Regions from separate parts of the Gossypium hirsutum genome. Here region 2 is linked to region 1. Evidence: chromatin contacts called from public Hi-C data. All regions are on one chromosome and are shown on one strand. Each heading gives the region's core, a stretch centred on a gene start, on an enhancer-like site or on the middle of the called end of the contact. The rest is flanking DNA. Distances are from core to core; before and after follow the strand shown. Region 1 overlaps LOC107928037 (putative disease resistance protein At4g10780). Region 2 holds the start of LOC107928115 (tyrosine--tRNA ligase, chloroplastic/mitochondrial).

Evidence for each region. Hi-C and Micro-C count contacts between places; a contact is called where the count stands out from the background.
Region 2: a Hi-C map of fibers shows a contact between it and region 1, with 2.6 times the contacts expected there. The contact joins the promoter of LOC107928115 here to the enhancer-like site in region 1. A contact is called at or near these places in 16 of 34 Hi-C or Micro-C datasets (callus, fibers, hypocotyl and 2 more).

What each region holds. Positions count from the first base shown.
Region 1 is chrD01:4,253,104-4,256,402 of Gossypium_hirsutum_v2.1, forward strand. LOC107928037 (putative disease resistance protein At4g10780) reads left to right here. Exons shown (of 7, transcript XM_041086818.1): 5 at 1-431; 6 at 1,123-2,135; 7 at 2,629-2,891. The coding sequence ends at 2,084. Among protein-coding and RNA genes, the nearest start is that of LOC107928075, 17 kb to the right of the region's middle. Within about 2 kb of position 1,483, at least 4 of the 9 cell types and tissues checked have an H3K27ac peak or open chromatin away from gene starts, as enhancers often do. A contact at or near this core is called in fibers, where this site is marked.
Region 2 is chrD01:4,290,093-4,293,391 of Gossypium_hirsutum_v2.1, forward strand. It overlaps LOC107928115 (tyrosine--tRNA ligase, chloroplastic/mitochondrial), which reads left to right and starts at 1,801. Exons shown (of 2, transcript XM_016859290.2): 1 at 1,801-1,939; 2 at 2,074-3,299. The coding sequence starts at 2,091. LOC107928111 (mitogen-activated protein kinase 19-like) reads left to right here. Exons shown (of 10, transcript NM_001327282.1): 8 at 75-176; 9 at 348-496; 10 at 610-1,004. The coding sequence ends at 1,004.

The DNA of each region.
Region 1 (3,299 bases), core at 233-2,732:
ACGAAAGCTAAACCTCCGTGATACAGCTATGGAAGAGGTGCCTAAAGGTTTGGAAATGTTAGTAAATCTGACATATCTTGATTTATCTACTGAAAGCTTAAAGGAGTTCCCAATGGCAATTCTCCCTCAGCTTTCCTGTCTGCAATATTTGATATTTTACAGTAAATCATGTACTGTAAAACTGGATGGATCGGAAGCTGCCAGATTAAGGAAGCTAGAGAAATTTGAAGGGAGATTTAATGAGTTGACAGACTTTAATGACTACACCGACTCTATACGAGGTCAAAGTCTTACTTCTTACTTGCTTGTCATGGCACCACCTGAAGCCAAGTTTAAAGTCAAAGAGGGAACCAGAAAATTAAAGCTCAAGTATGATGGTCCAGGAGACATCACAGTCCCAAAACTAATGAAAATGATAGAAGCATTACAAGGTACGATCGAATCAAATCTATATTATGTTAATCTACTTTTATGATATTAATTTCGTCGGTGTTGATATTCATATTCCTTTTTGTTATTGAATTTTTTATTCAAAACATATCGAGTTAACTATAAATACAATATTTAAATGAAGGACAATAACAGAAAATTTTTTTGAGGATCGAAATTAAAGTATATATTTGTATGATGGTAAAAATATAATTTTATCATCTTAATAGTCTATATCTTTATAATTTTTAGAGAAATAAATTAAAATTTTATATTTTTGAGGAATTAAAATACAGTTTTACTATTACTAATTTAAAAATAAAAAATTTTCAGGCTGCCCGGCTTAGCCACTGATTCAAATTATTTGGTACCAAAGTAAAAAATAAAAAGTACATTTAGCCACTTAAGCTTTCAAAGTTTTTATTAATATGGTCCAAACAATAATCAAACCAGCTTATGTCGCATCAAAATCAGTTTTCAACATTTCATAATCATATTTTGAGGAAATTGAAACATGAGAAATGCTTTATAAATATATAATTGATTAAAGCCAATATTCAAGAATAATTTATAAATACTTTTATTTGCAGCTAAATATTGAATATCTGTGGAATCTGTGTCCTTTGTATATTTGCATTTTATTTATTTTGAGCATACCTTTTATTTCTTTTCGCATATTTTTAACGGTTGAAGGTGTGGAATATGTGGCCATTAAAGAGATAAATGGACAAGTGAAAGTGAAAGTGACTGGTGACAGGACGGATGTTACGCTGACTAAATATATCGATCTTCAGCAATTGTCTCTGGGTCCAAACCGGAGGGGGTTTCGCTCTGTTTTACACAAGGAAGTAATTTTAAGTGGATGCCAGATCGGAAGAGATCCAGTGATTCTTCCAACTGATCTTATGCTTCTGAGAATTTTTGAATCCCACAATGTGAGAAGCTTAAGCGATATCTCCATATTCTTCCAACAAGCAAGCCAGTTAAGGTTCTGTTCAGTTGAAGATTGTAAAGGGATAGAATCCATTCTCGACTCGTCGTACTCGAACTCGCTGTGCAGTCCACTTGAGAACCTTGAGTACTTGTGGCTTGAAAGGTTGGATAATTTGCATGTGCTTATTAAATTAGAAGCACCTCTATCTATTTCTAGGTCACTGCCTCTACTAGGCATCTTTTCTCATCTTAAATCATTTGTGATTAAAAAATGCCTAAACATGAAGCGGCTCTTCCCATTTAAGCTAGCACATGACCTTCAATACCTGGAGAATCTGGTGGTTTGTGATTGCGTACAAATGGAGGAAATAATATCATCAGAGGAAGAGAATCACAAGGGAAACGGAATAAACACCCCCATGAAATTCAGTTTTCCCAATTTAAGGGAGTTAAGATTGAAGAACTTACCAGAGCTGAAGAGCATATGCAGTTCAAATAGGGAAATGGTATGCAACTCTCTTATGAAAATCGAAGTAAAGAAATGTACCAATCTAAAAAGGATGCCTCTGTATCTTCCTCTTTTTCAAGATACACACCAATCAGCTCCTTCTGCTCATCCTTTTTTACTAATCCGCATAGATCCAATGGAGTGGTGGGAATCAGTAGAGTGGGACTATCCGAATGCTAAGGAGGTTCTGCGACCTTGGTTGAACTTGTATTAGCGCTGCTGGAAGCCTTTGCTGTTCATATCAAATTCCGGATCAAGCTAAACAGTGAGTCTTCATTTGTTGTTTTTATTTCTAGAAAAAAAATTGAAGATTTTTTATTCTACCAAAAAGAAAACGGGAAATCTGCAAGAAGAGGATTATGATTGGCAAAATAGAGACCAAAGAGAACAAAACTATTACTAATGTTTGAAACAAATTTAGATCAATTAGCATCATGCTTTGTTACCAGCTGTAGGCCAAATTGGTTGAAAATGGTTTCAGTAAAGCACGGTCTCATTTGCTTCTTTGTTTAACCCCAATGGTTAGGCTTGCTCTAGAACCCTTGAGATTCTCATTATGACATTAATGATTTGAATGAACCAACAGCCCCTTTTTCTTCTTTATTTTGTAACTGCAAGCTTTAAGTTGATATAAATATGTTTTCCAATGTAGTATTCTTGTTTGCTTAGATCAATGTCAAAAACCTTGCCTCTAATGCTTCCCTTACTTCTCCACTTTTTTTTTTTTTAAATTCTTTGTGGGGTCTTATTAAATACAGGTTGTTTATGCCATTCTAAAGCTTGCAAAGCAGTTGGCTTGACAATCAAATCTTGGAGAAACAAGTCAACCCAACTCATCACTGTACCTTCATTCTTCTGTGGTGGTTCTATCTTTGATGTGGTACTTCGTCGGATGCATCCTTCTCTTGTGGTTTTATCTGTAATAAATGAACTTCAATTTGGTTTCAATGTGATTGGATTGTTGATGGTGTAACTCAACTTTGTACTTGATAATCCTGCTTCTAGTTTGCATCATTTTTTACTCTGTGGTTTTGTTTCTTGTGGCTTAATTGTCTCATTTGATCTTGAACTTGCACATTTATATATATTGAACCATCCCACAGGGATATACCACTTCCTGAAATGGTGTTTTATTTAGGTGGCCTTTTTGCTATTGTGAACCATCCTAATGCTAAGCAGGATCTGCTACCTTACCTGGTAATGCTATAGCGCTACTGGAAGCCTTTGTACTTTGATCATCTTGATTTTAATTAATTTGCATCATTTCATTATTTGATTGTAAGTGTAGTTTCTCATCTTGCGAATTGTACTTAATAATCTAAGTTGTTTGCTTTTCTCTTCTTTTATGATTTTGCCCATTTTGTGAGTCTCATATCAATTATATTTTTTACAAAACAAGTCCCGAAAAAGATTGCAAATAGGGTTACAG
Region 2 (3,299 bases), core at 551-3,050, 37 kb after region 1:
CTCGGCTTGTATTTTTTCGCCCTTGATCCACATGATAATATTGTGTGTTTGTGTTTGTGTTCTATAAATTGCAGTGCCATTGGTCAATTCAGAAAGCAGTTTGCATACCTTGAGGAAAACGGTGGTAGAAGCGCACCAGTTTTCCCTCTGGAGAGGAAGCACGTGTCCCTCCCAAGGTATTACTTGTTTCGGAATTTGGACAATCTGTGTTCTAAAAATGCATACTGATGTATTATAGAGCCATAATTACATAGCATAAACATGACAAATGTATTTCTTTATTATGTATGAATTTTCTCCCCCTCTGGAGATGAAAATTTTTTAATTTGTGTTCTGTTCAATTGCAGGTCTACAGTTCATTCGAACACTAATACGCAGTCAACTTCGGTTTTGTGTGAGAACCAACGAGTTAAAGATGAGGCTCCCAGAAGGGAAACAGATACTGTTGCTGGTTATCCAAAGACTGCTGCACGGCCACCACCTAGGGTGCCATCAGGTACCAACTCTTATGCTTTTACTAAAAACTACTGAACCGTTAGGTATGCATGCCCGTTTGTTACGCCATTTAGCTGATGCCAGATTTTTTCTTAAACCTCTTGTTTTGTACAGCTAAACCAGGGAGAATCGTTGGATCTGTCGTACCTTACGAGAATGGGAAAAACACTAAAGATGGTTTCGATTCTAAAATCATTTACAGACATGCAGTGCTTCCTCCGCAGAACATCTCCCCCCATTGTTTCTACCGAACCACCACCAAACATCAAGAGAAATCCGGAATACAACCTCAGTTTACTATGGTGGCAAAACCAGCCCCAGGAATGGTTGTCGACATTAACAACCACCTCTATTACCATCCGCAAACCAAGTCTGACCAATTAACCGATAGATTACCGATTGATGCAAAACTTCTACACGCACAAACCCAGTTTGGTGCAGTTGGTGCTGCTGCGGTGGCTGTAGCCGCCCACATGAATGTAGGGACAGTTCAATACGGATTGTCTTAAAAACTGATATTTGCACCTCAGATGAGGGTAGATTGGGGATAAATATTTGTGGAGGGTGGTTGAGCTTATGAATGCCATTTTTGGCGATTGCTCTTTCCCATTGTCTTCTAATTTATTCCCTTTTGTAATTATAGGTTGTATCATTGGATTCTATAAAAAATCAAATAAATTGGTTCAAGTTGTTAGGAGGAGACTCAGTACCACTACTTGCATTCACACCCAGATTTTTGCCTAGTTGGACAAAGCATTATAAAATATTGTTCAATCATTTTATTTTGTTTTCAAATTTCAATTTGTATTACAGAAACAACAGACACACACAATATTGACTTCTTTTGTAGGCTTTGTTGCATGTACACAATATTGGAAGAATGGTAAAATATTTTGAAATATGATCTAATTAACAAGGTTTTTTCAATGTAAATTTTATTAATTTGACTTAAATTTAATAAATTTAACTGTAAAATTTACACATAATATAAAGCTTGTTAATATTTGAGTGACTAGTGATGTAGTTCACTCATAAATTTTTGTACTTATGAAAATAAAAATATTAATATAAATGCAGATTTTACTGGTAATGAAAAAATAAAACATTTATAAAAATAATAGATATGATAAATAATATATAAATACAAGCATAAGCATAATTTTTTCCTAATCTTATTTTTATTTATGATCACCACAATTTTGTGTTATACAAGTAAAATATTTTTTTGGTGGGAATTAGGAAATAAATAAAATTATTCATAAATTCATAATATTTGTAAATATTTCTTTTAAAGCCTTCAAATTTGGGCTTTAGGCCATTTAAAACCAAATTCTCTTCCAAAATCCAAACCCACACAGCGGCTTATCCTTCTCTTCCTAATCCCACAATTTTTCTCTGTTATTCTCTCTGCTTTGAGACTCAGTGGACAGCCATAGTCACCAAGGTCAGTCTTGCTCTTTATTTCATTTTGCCTTTTTAAATCAATTTCAATATGATAGTTTCGTATTCAAAGATTGGCATTGTTAATTACATAAAGCTAAAAGCTTTTGTTTTTCCCTTTTTTTCTTTTTAAAATAGGAAACAGAACACTGTTAATGGCTTCAAGGACTTTCCTTTGCTTCAACCATGGGAAATTTTTGCTACCCTTTACTACAACCAAGTTTATTCCTGCTTCTAGAAGACCCATAAAAAGTTTGAGCTTTTCTTCCGTAAGTTGCAGCCTAAACACTCCTCAGCCAACCGTTGAACCGAAATTTCAAATGGGTAGCACCCCAAATGTTGTCAAAATACTTGAAGAAAGAGGATTGCTTGAATCCATAACCAATGAAAATCTCAGGTTGGTTTGTTCAGACCAAACTGCTGGTCCTCTCAAAGTTTATTGTGGTTTTGACCCAACTGCTGAGAGCTTACACTTGGGTAACCTTTTGGGGCTCATTGTTCTCTCTTGGTTCCAAAGATGTGGTCACAGAGCTGTTGCCTTGATTGGTGGAGCTACTGGTAGAATTGGTGACCCTTCTGGGAAAAGCCAAGAAAGACCTGAACTTGATTTGGAATCATTGGAAAAAAACATTGCTGGGATCATGGAGATTGTAAATAAGATTCTTAGTAAAAATGCAAATTTAGGTTCTGAACAAAACTCTAACTTTGTGATTTTAAACAATTATGATTGGTGGAAAGAGGTTAGGTTGCTCGATTTTCTTAAACAAGTCGGTCGATATGCAAGGGTGGGGAGTATGATGAGTAAGGAGAGTGTTAAAAAGAGGCTGGAATCTGAACAAGGGATGAGCTATACTGAGTTTACTTATCAGTTGTTGCAAGGATATGATTTTTTATACCTTTTTAAGAATGAAGGTGTGAATGTACAAATCGGTGGGAGTGATCAGTGGGGTAATATTACTGCTGGGACTGAGTTGATAAGGAAGATTTTACAAGCTGAAGGAGCTTATGGATTGACATTTCCACTTTTGTTGAAGAGTGATGGCACCAAGTTTGGAAAATCGGAAGACGGTGCAATTTGGCTTTCACCGTCTATGTTGTCTCCATATAAGTTTTATCAGTATTTCTTCTCTGTTCCAGATGCAGATGTGGTGAGGTTCCTCAAAATTCTTACGTTCTTGAATATGGAAGAGATAAATGAGTTGGAAAGTGCAATGAAAAAACCTGGCTATGTGCCAAATACAGCTCAGCGGAAGCTTGCTGAGGAAATTACTCGTTTTGTTCATGGTGAAGATGGTTTAACCGAGGCTCTTAAGGCAACTGAAGCTTTGAGACCAGGATCCGAGACGAAATTGGATTGGGAAACT